Regions from separate parts of the Sus scrofa genome. Here region 2 is linked to region 1. A link is a contact called in public promoter capture Hi-C data. All regions are on one chromosome and are shown on one strand. Each heading gives the region's core, a stretch centred on a gene start, on an enhancer-like site or on the middle of the called end of the contact. The rest is flanking DNA. Distances are from core to core; before and after follow the strand shown.

Region 1 (5,604 bases), core at 1,333-3,832:
ATTGGCATACAGAGTTTAGCCATATGTGCACCAGGTTAAACTCTTGCATCTTCGGGGGAAACTGAAGGAGAGAGTGTGAATACAAATAGGCACTAAGGTACAAGAAATCAGTTATGGGTCAAGCAGGAACATCTGGTCTTTTTAAGAGCCCTGTTAATTTGAAAGCTCTGACCAAAACAAGCTCAATTCACCAAATATATTTAGGCATGGCTCAAAAAACAGGATGTGTTAGAAGTATTTATTTCACCACAGCAAGATTTATCAGTAATGATATGCAACTCCCACTATTGACATTTTGACATAAAATACAAACTTGCCTTCAATGCCTTTTCCCTCCAAATTTGATATGACCATGAGTTTAAAAAAAAAAAAATCTGTTTAAACTGTATTCTTTAGAATATGTCAAAAAAAGAGATAGAAAGGGGATTAAATTATCCACATCTGATCTTGGGAGTTTGAAACTGAATAATTTATATATTCATTTCCAGGAGCCTTTAATTATCATACAATTACTAAAGCACTGGACAATTTATTTATATGAGGTTCCTCCATAACACTCTATGTGTTTCCCCATAACACACTGAGGTTTCCCCAGCCTCTTAAGCCATATCGACTTCTTCTGAGACTTTCCAGAGACCAGGGATCAGAAAAGCAAAGTTTGAGTCCCAGCTCTCCACTGATAAACCTGCTGACCTTAGGAGCCCTGGACTGCTCTGATTCCAAGTTTTCTGCTGTTATGAGAATCACTTGAGAACAGGGGAGTCTCTGCCAGTGGCCTCATTACTAAGCGCCAACCTGCCTCTATGTCTAAGGTTGTTGATTTCATTTTTAAGTTCATTTTGGTTGTCCCTGACCCTATAGTTTTTAAGTAATCAAAGTTATTTTAAATGCAATAGGCTTGAGCAAAAAAGCAATAATCACTTGTTTATTCATTCAACAATAAGCTTGAGGGCTTACTACCATGAGACACTCATATATGCCAAGTATAGGGCTAAGTGCTTTTTAGTGCATTTACTCATGAACACTTGCAACAATCCTATGAGGATGTTATTATTATTTCCCCAAGTTAAAACTAAAAATATGGGTTCTGGAGCCAAAGGCTCTAAACCCTGCTTTGTTGGCTCACTATATGACAAGTTACTTGATTTCCTGATGCCTCCATTTCTTCATCTGTAAAATAGGGAGTGTTGATAGCACCAATCCCATAGGATTCTCGAAAGACTGAGTTTAATACAAAATGCTCATTAAGCACTAGAGGTAGTCATTGTCAGGAACTGGTGACCTAGATTAATCAGATTACTCAAGACTTCACCACAGGTAGAGTTGCAGCTGGGATTTGAACCCAGTTCTGTTGGACTCTGAAGCCTGAACTCTAAACAAGTGATGAAAGTCACAGCCTCTCAAAAAAAAAAAAAAAAAAAAAAAGAAGAAAAAGAAACAGAATCCTGCCCAAATCTAAAAAAGCATCCAAGACACTCACTAACAAGACATTTGAGACTGTTAGCTTTCCCCCCTTTCACCACTGGAGTTATTTCCAGAGGTAGTAACTCATGAACAAACTAGAATCACTCAGTGTTAGGAGAGAGCTGGCAGCACCAGCAGGAGCACTTCTCCCTGGCACTGGCCATATTGGCACTGGCCATATCAGCCACCACCCTTACTTTGCCACTGGGACTGGCTCTTGCTGCTCAGAATCTCAACGTCCAGTTTGGTAAAACTTCATGAGGCCAAAGCCTAGCCTCTGCTGGCCCGGGGCGGGTGGGGTTAGATTTTTGCCCTACTTACCCTATCCTGACATCTTCCTGGGATATGCTACTGCCCTAGCCTCTGGTACTCACATATTTTTCCTGGACGGTAACCTGACAGGCTTTTGATGTCACCCTGACCTGGCATCGCTCAGATTATGAATTACCCTTAAAAAAAAAAAGCTGGCTAAGGAACTTTGACGGGGCTGGGGTCCCAGACTAGAGGAGAAGTGGCATTTGGCACAGGTGAGTTTGTGGAGTTGGCTGCAGTAGGAACCAGGTGTCTGGGAGACCGTGAGAGTTCTGAGGGATGGTCCTATCCCACTTTCCCTTCCTTCCCCCATCCCTTGCTTCCAGTATCGGAAGCTAGCGGGTCCCAGAGGTCGGTGGCTGCCCAGCGGTTTAGAGCAGCCTGGTTGGGTGGGGCGCAGCCGGGCACCGCCTCCCTCCATACCTTCTCTCCCCGTGGAGCACGTAGGAGCTGCGGAAGAAGCCCAAGAGCTCGTTCTCGATCAGGGCGTTGTAAATGATCTTCAGATTGTAATTCCTCTGCGCGTCCAGGGTCCTATTCAGCACCACCACCAAGACCTGGGTTTGCGGGTAGAGGAAAAAGCCGGCCACCGGGACTGCCCCAGCCACCCGGTCCTCGGCCACCTGCACCTTCTCGACAGCGACCCGGGAGGCATGCAGCACGACGTAGCGAGTAGCGTTCCGGCATGCGATCTCCACGTTGACCTCCCCGGAGAAGGTGAAGTTCTCCATGAAGGCGGTGAGCATCAGATTGTAGTGCAGCGGCTTGAGGTGGCCCGACAGGCGCAGCTGAGTCCATGGCTGCCACTGTTCTTGCTCCTCCTCCGACGGCGGCTGGGCAGACGGGGTCTCAGGAGTGTCCTCCCTGCCTGCTCCGGGCTGTGAGGAATCTCCGCCAGCGTGGTGGTCGCGCCGTGAAGAACCCGGAAGGCTCTCGTTGCCACCGCGTGCTGGGAAGCCCGCGGGGCCGCCGTCGGCGCCGGGCGGTATGCTTGCCCCACACTCGTCGAAGCGCAAGCTGAGCAGCACCGCGAGCATAGTAACCGCAAGCAGCGCCACGATGGACACGGCGAAGGCCAGCACTAGCCGCTTGTGCACCGTGATGTGGCGCTCGGTGGTGCGGGGTCGTACCCCCACGGAGTCCGCCCACGGGTCCGAGAGCCCCCTGCCGCCGGCCCGGAGCGCGGCGTCGTTCTCCCCCATCGTGGCCACGAAGGGTGAGCTGCTCTTCTTAGCCCCCTCCTCCTCCTTCTTCTTCTTCCTCTTCTTTTTCTTCTTCTTCTTTTTCTTCTCCTCCTCTTGTTCCCCCCGCTCGCCGTCCAGGGCCATCACACCGCCTCCTCCTCCTCCTCCCCCGCCCCCTCCGGCACCCCCCGCGGGCGGGCCACTCGGGCCACAGCCAGAGCAGGCATCAGAGAGCGCACGCGGGCCGAGGGCGCAACGCCAGCTGGGACCCTGGGGAGACTGGCCCGTGTTCTTTTAAGACGGGCTCTGGCCGTAGGCGACTGCAACCTCGGCGCCCCCCATCAGCCCCGCCTCTCTCCGGATACCAGCGGCCGAGGTGCGGGGCGGCGAGCTCTGGGACGCGCCCAACTTGGAAAGCGTCTCACTCTCCCAACGCGCGCTACTTCTCCAGCGGGCGCAGGGCTCAGGGGCACATGCCGCCCCCGCCCTTGTGCGCTTGCGGCTCCCAGCTAGCAGTCCCCTGCACCGAGCTTTCGCCTGGCTTTCCGCGGGAGCCTTCCAGCGGATTCTTGGCTGGCAAGGACGGGGGAGCGAGGGAGAGGGAAGTTAGGGCTGCCGATTTCTCTCCCCACTCCAGCGGCGGCGGCGTTCAGTCCTCTGGGTGGGATGTACTCCCAGCAGCTGCGGCAGCGGCAGCAGCGGAGGTGCCCGAGCCATGCACCCCGTAGCCGGGGACAAGGGAATGGCCAGGAAAAAAAGACCGGGGTGAACCAGCCGGGTGAAGTCCCAGGGCCGCAGAGCTGCACGGGGAATCTGTCCTGGAGAAGCCTTCTCCGCCTGCCTGGACACTTTAAGCAGTGGTGGCGGCAAACAGCGTGAGATTGCAAACCGGACAGCGAGCCTCCCTGGTTCCGACGTTGCACTGACCTCTGGAGATGACAAGTGAGCAAGAAGTGTCCGGCCGGGCCATCCCCCTCAGGTAGACGAAGCTCCGGGTTTGCTCTGTATCCCCGTGGGGAGAGCCGGAGTGCGTGTGTGCGAGTGAGTGTGCATGTGTGTGCGTGAGCATATATACACAGGCTCCAGGTCTAGATTGCCAAAGCTACTCTGGCTGCATTCAGGGACTGAAACTCCCCAGAAAGGCAAAGGAGAGAGCGAGAGAGCGCGAGGAGGCAGGGAAGGCGGGAGGGAGGGGAGCGACTGAGCGGCAGAGGCAGGCACTGGGAGATTAGAGAGCTTTTCTCCGCTCTGTCACACCAGACACCCACAGCCACAGAGGGGGTTGCTGAGCCGCCTGCAAGAAGTACATTGTAAATCTTCAGCGCAACAAGCCCCGCAGTCACCCCTCTTCCCGACTCTTTAGCCCCACTGCGCCTCCCGGGAGGAGCAGTTAGAGCCTTTGGCTATTAATGCCAAGAGGCAAAGGAAGATCCTGCTGGGGAGATGTAGCTGTCTCAGATTTCACATCAAGCTCGCCAGAGGATTGGAAGGACTGTATGTAAATTGAAATAAATTCTCCAGAGCCTGACTACATATATTATACTGTGTGATGTGTCCAGGTGTGCAGTATTAAAATAAGGGTTAGCAAGGAAATATTAGAATCGCCGGAAGTAAAGACTAAAGATGTTTTTTCCTATTGAATAATTTCTATTTTTAGATTGAGGAAATGATTAAAATATAATACCTAAAGTGTAATATTCAGGACTAAAAACTTGAGACTGAGAAAAGCTGGGGACATGAGCCCCATTACTTGAGATTCTGTGATTGGTCAGTTTTTCACTTCACCCAGCCACAATGACTTTTTTGCAGTTTTCAGTGTTACCATGAAAATTGTTTCAACTGCTTTAGATTATCAATAGGAATTTTGCTGACAGCAGGATCATCAAAACAGGTTCATAGACCATTGGCTGGTTATGGATTCTTGTCTAAGTTTGTAGAAGTTTGAAATTATAACGCAGAGTAGGTATGAGTATATGGGATATCCAACCTATAGAATCTGTGTGAAAAACTCTATTTGGAAAAATATTCAGAAAACAGCCACCCCAAAAGTAACAGTTCAGAGGCACAGTCTCTAGTTTTTAATGAAACAAAGTGTGATAGACTTGACTCAGTTTTTTTAGGGGCAGAATAAAAAGAGAATGAAGTAATTCCTTTTTACACATTTCTTTCATATCTTCAATTCTTGAAGGCATTAAAAAATCATGTCCATAATTGTTTTTCTTACAAAAAGGAATATTTAATGTCACTGGCTTTGGAGTCCTGAAAATAGACTTAAAAATATTATCTTTTGCTTTAACAGCATGACCAAAGCGAAGAGCCCAAATATGCATCAACTTCAGCCTGAAAACCACAGCCCTGAACATTGAAGCTCTTTGCCATTTATCCCCACATGGGATACATTCCCAATGCCGTACATTCTAAATGTCCATTTGAATCATTTATAAATGATGATAAAAAGATGAACCTGGGTTTTTTTTTTTTTTTTTAAAGCATGTTGTATGTGGGCCGTTAGCAACAGACCAAGGGAAATGCCACATTCTGTTCAAGTTAATTTTTTCTGCTCTGTTTTTAAATCTCTGTGCTCTTGCTGTCCATATGTATCTGCCTGTAAGCATTTTAGGAGTGGAGAGTTTGTTTTCACCAA
Region 2 (5,604 bases), core at 1,194-3,693, 250 kb before region 1:
ACAGCAAGGTTGCCAATACAAAACCAATATATAGTTTATATTGGTTCCTGTTGTGGTGCAGAGGAAATGAATCTGATTAGGAACCATGAGGTTGAGGGTTCCATCCCTGGCCTCGCTCAGTGGGTTAAGGATCTGGCATTGTGATGAGCTGTAGTGTAGGTTGCAGACTTGGCTCAGATCTGGCATTGCTGTGGCTGTGGCATAGGCTGGCAGCAACAGCCCCAAGCAGACCCCTAGCCTGGGAATCTGCATATGCCGGGGGTGCAGCCCTATAAAGACAAAAGATAAAAAAAAATTTCTTTTAAAGTTGATATAAATCAGTAAAAATTAATTTAAAGAATCAATTTAGAAAACACCCTGTTCTCAAGAGCAAATATATAAATAAACATGAGAAAAACATAAATTATAGGGTGAAGTTAAAAGTTGTTCAGAGTTTTCATGGAAAAAATTTCAGAAGTTATCCTAAGGCCCAGGAACCTAAAAACCAAGCACTATATATATTCCTTATAAAGCTAAAAAGAATTAGTACTGTAAAATTTCAATTATTCCAAAATTAATCTATAAAACCTTCAAAAAAAAGGTTTTATACATGAGTGGGAGCAGGGCACGAAATTCAATAAATGGCACTGAAAAGACTGATTATCCAAATAAAAATGGCATTACATTATACATCATAAAATTTTAGAAAACAACAGAAAATATCCAAATGGATTAAAAAAAAACGACATAAAATGTAAAACTTTAAAAATGTTAGAAAAAACATCTCAAAGCATATTTTTAAGAATTTGAGATAAAGAGTAATTCCCTAGTGGGTTAGGGATCCAGCACATCAGAGGTTATGTGGTGCTAGTTTGATCCTTGGCCCAAGAGCTTCCACAAGCCACAGTCATAGCCAAAGGGGAAAAAAAAAAATAGAATTTGGGATAAAGAAAAAATTTAAACAAAACAAAAAGCATGAAGCATAAAAGAAACAATGGACAATTAGACTACATTTGAGTTAAAAATATCTGTATGATAAAAGACATCATAAATTAAAAGATAAATTACAGTCTTATCAGCAACCACAGATTAGCAGCCACGATACAAAAGAAAAATCCTCTCATTTATCAATTATTAAACAAATAAGCAAACAAATTTTAAAACAATAGCCCCAGAGTTACCATCGTGGCTCAGTGGAAACAAATCTGACTAGTATCCATGAGGACGCAGGTTCAATCCCTGGCCTCATTCAGTGGGTTAAGGATCCGGCATTGCCGTGAGCTGCGGTGTAGATCTCTGATGTGGCTGAGATCTGGAGTGGCTGTGGCTATGGTCTAGGCCAGAGGCTACAGCTCTGATTAGACCCCTAGCCTGGGAACCTCCGTATGCCACACGTGCAGCCCCAAAAAGTCAGAAAAGAAAAAAAAGGCCCACTGGAAAATGGGAAAAGGAAACACACAGAAAAATCAAAAAGTAAGAAACCCAAAGGGCAAAAAATACATAAAAGTCTCTTAATCTCACTTAAAAAAAAAAAAGAAATGCAAATTAATAAAACAGTGAGATAACATTTCACATCCATCAACTAAGCAAAATCTTTGGGATTTTAGTAATATCAAATACAGACAAAGATGTAAGGAAACAGGATTTCTCAAACATTCTGGTGGGAGTATGAATACAGTCATACACACTTTGGGGGGGGGCATCACGCTAAGGTAAATTGAAAGACTGATTTATTTGCAAATTACCCAACAATTATTGAATGCCTTCTGTGTCAGGCATTGCTGTAGGAACTGAAAACGATGCAGAGAACAAGCCAAATAAAGATTTCATGGAGTTTATATTCCAGGCAGAAGAGGCATTTAACAAAGAAACAGCTTCATACTATCATGCCAACTACTATCAGTATGAGGAAAAATAAAGCAGGGTAAGGGGAAAAAAATGCTGAGGGAGATGGACTCTCAAATTTTACATAAGATAATCAGGAAGATTGCTTTAATACACTGACATTTCAGCAGAGATACTGAATTCATAAAGAAGCAAGCTGTATTTGTAACTGAGGAAGAACATTCCAGGCAGAGAGAAGACACAGAGTGAAATTTGGAAACCTGGAATTCAGAAGAGAGATGTGGATTAGAAGCCTAGAAGCCCCAGGCTCTCACAATTATTTTATTATTAAAATATTAATTATATATCAAATTATTAACATATAAATATATCTGAAGAATGGGTTCTGAAATGTTTCCACATTTAGCGGTTGATAAAAATAACTGAGTTCATCAGAAAAGATGAGGGGAAAATGGCCAGTGAGCAGGTAAATAAACAAAAGAAAAAAAGGGGAAAAAAAAAAAGAATGCAACATCTAAGAAACAAAATGAAGAAAATGTTTCAAGGGAAGAATGACCATTGCCATAAAATGGGCTGGAGAAAACAAATCAACTAAGTCAGAAACTAGTTGGATTTTGCAATGTGGAGTTAATATTCAACCTCACTAGAAAGATTTGGTCAATGGTAAAACTGAAGGTATAATTACAGTGGTTTTAAAAGAGGAGGGAAAAAGGAATTGGGGTTTTGCCTTAAAAGGATACAAAGACATAAGGCCAGAGTCTCAGGAGAGGCCAGTCAAGGGATTTTTTTATTAAGAATAAAATATAACATTCTATGCAGATAAAGGAAATAGAGTAGGGAAGGAAAATTGGATGATTTAGGAGAGAAGAGACGGCTCTGAGTCAGCAATCACCCCAAGTAGGGAGGAGAGGAGGAGACTCCTACATAGCACAGGGATTGGCTTAGACGGACGTACAGACATTTATCTGCTGTAACAAACAGCGAAGGAAGCAGAGTATTTAGGAATCAACAGGCAAGATGTTTATAGAGTTTTAGAGGTAAGAGAACACTATTATTTCTCAGTGAAATATATGCACAGTACACAGTCATCAGATGTTGTACTCCTCCTTGTATTCGACCTTTTTTTTTTTTTTTTTTTAGGGTGGCACCTGCGGCATATGGAAATCCCAGCTTGTGGCAATGCTGGATCCTTAACTCACTAGCATTACTAGTCAGGTTCTTAACCTACTGAGCCACCACGGGAACTCCCCTTGTCGTCCTCTTGCTGGCGGAAAAATCTCTTATTCCATAATGTACCTGTAGAGCATTCTAGGAGTATTTTGATGCTACCATTTTTTTAAAAAAGAATCTTATCTGACAGAAGAAAAAGGAAATAAGTTGAATTTCATTAGCCAGACATTTAGAGTATACCTTAAACAATCAAGATCTTATGAACTATAATTTTCTTTTCCATTAAAGTGTAATAGTATTAACAGAGTGACGGTTTAAGAATATGTGATAAAAAATATTTACTTTTTAAAATTTCTGAACCAAGTGGAAGGCTAAAATGTCCCAAACCTGTAATAAGTAAAACAAGTTTAATTTTGTTTTAAGAATTCAGAAACACCACTTGTAGAAATCTAAATACATTTTAATTCCAAATTCATTTTACAATTTAAGAACAGCAGGCTTTTATGACTATTAGCCAACAAATGGTACCCTTCTCACTTATCATAGAACAATTGTTCCTTGTCGGAGTTAAACATCACAGCTGGAAATCCATGTGAATTTAGCTTAGTAAGAAAAATACAACATGGATTAATGTTAGTGAACAAGGCATATCAAACATGCTACATAAATAAGATTTTTTAAAAGACGCTAGCAAACGTCACAAATTACTTAGATTCATTACAAATTAGGTTTCTGATATGTTTTGAATATAAAATATTTCCCCAATTTCTGTCTAATATAAAAGATTACATGGTACTTCTTAAAGAGGCACTGCTGGATTAAGTTGAAGGCTAACAACTTAAGTAAATATGGTTTATTACGTGAACAATACGTTAGTGCAATAAAACTTTAGTTGGACATTTTGTCTGAGAATTAAGAGTATGGCACTAACCTCTAATAAATGACTAAATTGCCTATTTTCTGAATAATCTAAACATTTGTTTTTTCAACTAATAATCAAAATGCCAAATATTTAAATATTTGACGGTTATCTATAAAAGAGTTCATACACACAACATATAGTTGTGTGGTTAAATTCATTCTTTCCAATTTTTCCTTTCTAAATTTTACTTTTTATTATGCATATTGATGTATAGAATAGTGAGGCTTATAAAATACATATAATATATGTTAGTTCTTTTATATTTTTTATTTGACTCATTGACAGACAGGAGGAAAAAATAAATGGGCATGTGACTCATGGGAAAAGTATTTTCTTAATATCTGTCTCTTTCTTCTTTATAATCCCTCTCCCAGATTCTGGCCTATAGAGTCTTTTGAGAGACTATGTAAAAAGCTGCTGGAGTTCCCTGGTGGCCTCATGGTTAAAGACTCAGTGTTGTCACTGCTGTGGCTCGGGTTCAGTCTTTGGCCTGGGAATTTCTGCATGCCACAGGTACAGCCAAAAAAAGCGGGGGTTGGGGGCCCTCCCTTTGGCCTCACTGCATTTCCCATTATCCTTGCCTTTGAACAAGTCTTTGTGCATGAAAAATTCCCCAACTACCCAAAGTCAAGTCTTAACTCTAATATGACTGAAGTCTTCAGTTAACCCTAATGTCACTTTTTAAAAGAAATATTCCCTAACTCAAGCCAGAATTAAAATTGTTCTTACAATTCTCCTAGAGCACTTGTTTTTTTATATATCTATTTTTTCTTATACCTATTCTTCTTTTTTTTTTTTTTTTTTTTGGCTGTAGAGGGACATGTGCAAGTCCCCAGGTTGGGGATGGAATCCACAGCACAGCAACAGCCTGAGCCACTACAGTGACAATGACGAATCCTTAACCTATGTTCCACAAGGGAATTCTCTTCTTATATCTACACTGACACAGAGCACAGTTTTTCTTATTTGGGAATTTACATATTACAAATATTTGCAACTACTACCAGGAGTCAGAAGAGGAGGGGTCATATTTTACAAAACCCAGCATCTTGCTGTGTGACTAGACATTTAATATATGGCTATTAAATAAGGTAACTAAGTAAATATATTAATGTGTGAAATAGGTAAACAACAGGTAAACAAAAAAATAGTAAATAAGTATAATAGCAGCCATATTTGGGACAAAGACTATCCTAGGTGCTGATGTCAAGAAGAAAATGACTGCATAACATAAAACTAGATACAGAGTTTATTTACCTACATTTATTTCTTTTTGGGGGGTTCACAAATTCATGATTCCCTTTTATAGATTTACTTTAGTACTCTTGGTATTTCTTGATACTTAATCTTAAGTAATCTCATTCATCCAAACATTAAATTATACCCTTTGGTTATAAAAGGCCCTTTTGGCATTTACATTAAAGTCACAGAGACATGCCTCCAAATCTCAGCTATCCATGTGCAGACACTTTGCTGACTGTAGTCAAGCCAGAGGACTGTCAAGTGTAGTTCTACTGAAAGTGACACTTGGAGAAGTATAAAATTTGTAGGGGACAAGCCCTTCTATGCCATCTTCATGTTGCCAGAGAAAATCTATTTGCGGGTTATAAAGAACTGATTTTATAGTAATGGGAAACTGTCTCTGCATGTTCTTTTTTAAAGGATAACTTTGAACTATTACCTGTCAT

Evidence for each region. Promoter capture Hi-C pulls out the DNA fragments that hold promoters and counts their contacts.
Region 2: a promoter capture Hi-C map of liver shows a contact between it and region 1, with 4 times the contacts expected there. The contact joins two enhancer-like sites. A contact is called at or near these places in 1 of 5 promoter capture datasets (liver) and 1 of 47 Hi-C or Micro-C datasets (embryonic fibroblasts).

Annotation. Positions count from the first base shown.
Region 1 is chr5:36,271,864-36,277,467 of Sscrofa11.1, reverse strand. It overlaps TRHDE (thyrotropin-releasing hormone-degrading ectoenzyme), which reads right to left. Exons shown (of 19, transcript XM_021092004.1): 1 at 2,200-5,604. The coding sequence starts at 3,104. Among named protein-coding and RNA genes, the nearest start is that of TRHDE, 7.8 kb to the right of the region's middle. Within about 2 kb of position 2,582, at least 20 of the 83 cell types and tissues checked have an H3K27ac peak or open chromatin away from gene starts, as enhancers often do. A contact at or near this core is called in liver, where this site is marked.
Region 2 is chr5:36,518,045-36,523,648 of Sscrofa11.1, reverse strand. The region is part of intron 6 of TRHDE (thyrotropin-releasing hormone-degrading ectoenzyme); the gene reads right to left. Among named protein-coding and RNA genes, the nearest start is that of TRHDE, 250 kb to the right of the region's middle. Within about 2 kb of position 2,443, at least 3 of the 83 cell types and tissues checked have an H3K27ac peak or open chromatin away from gene starts, as enhancers often do. A contact at or near this core is called in liver, where this site is marked.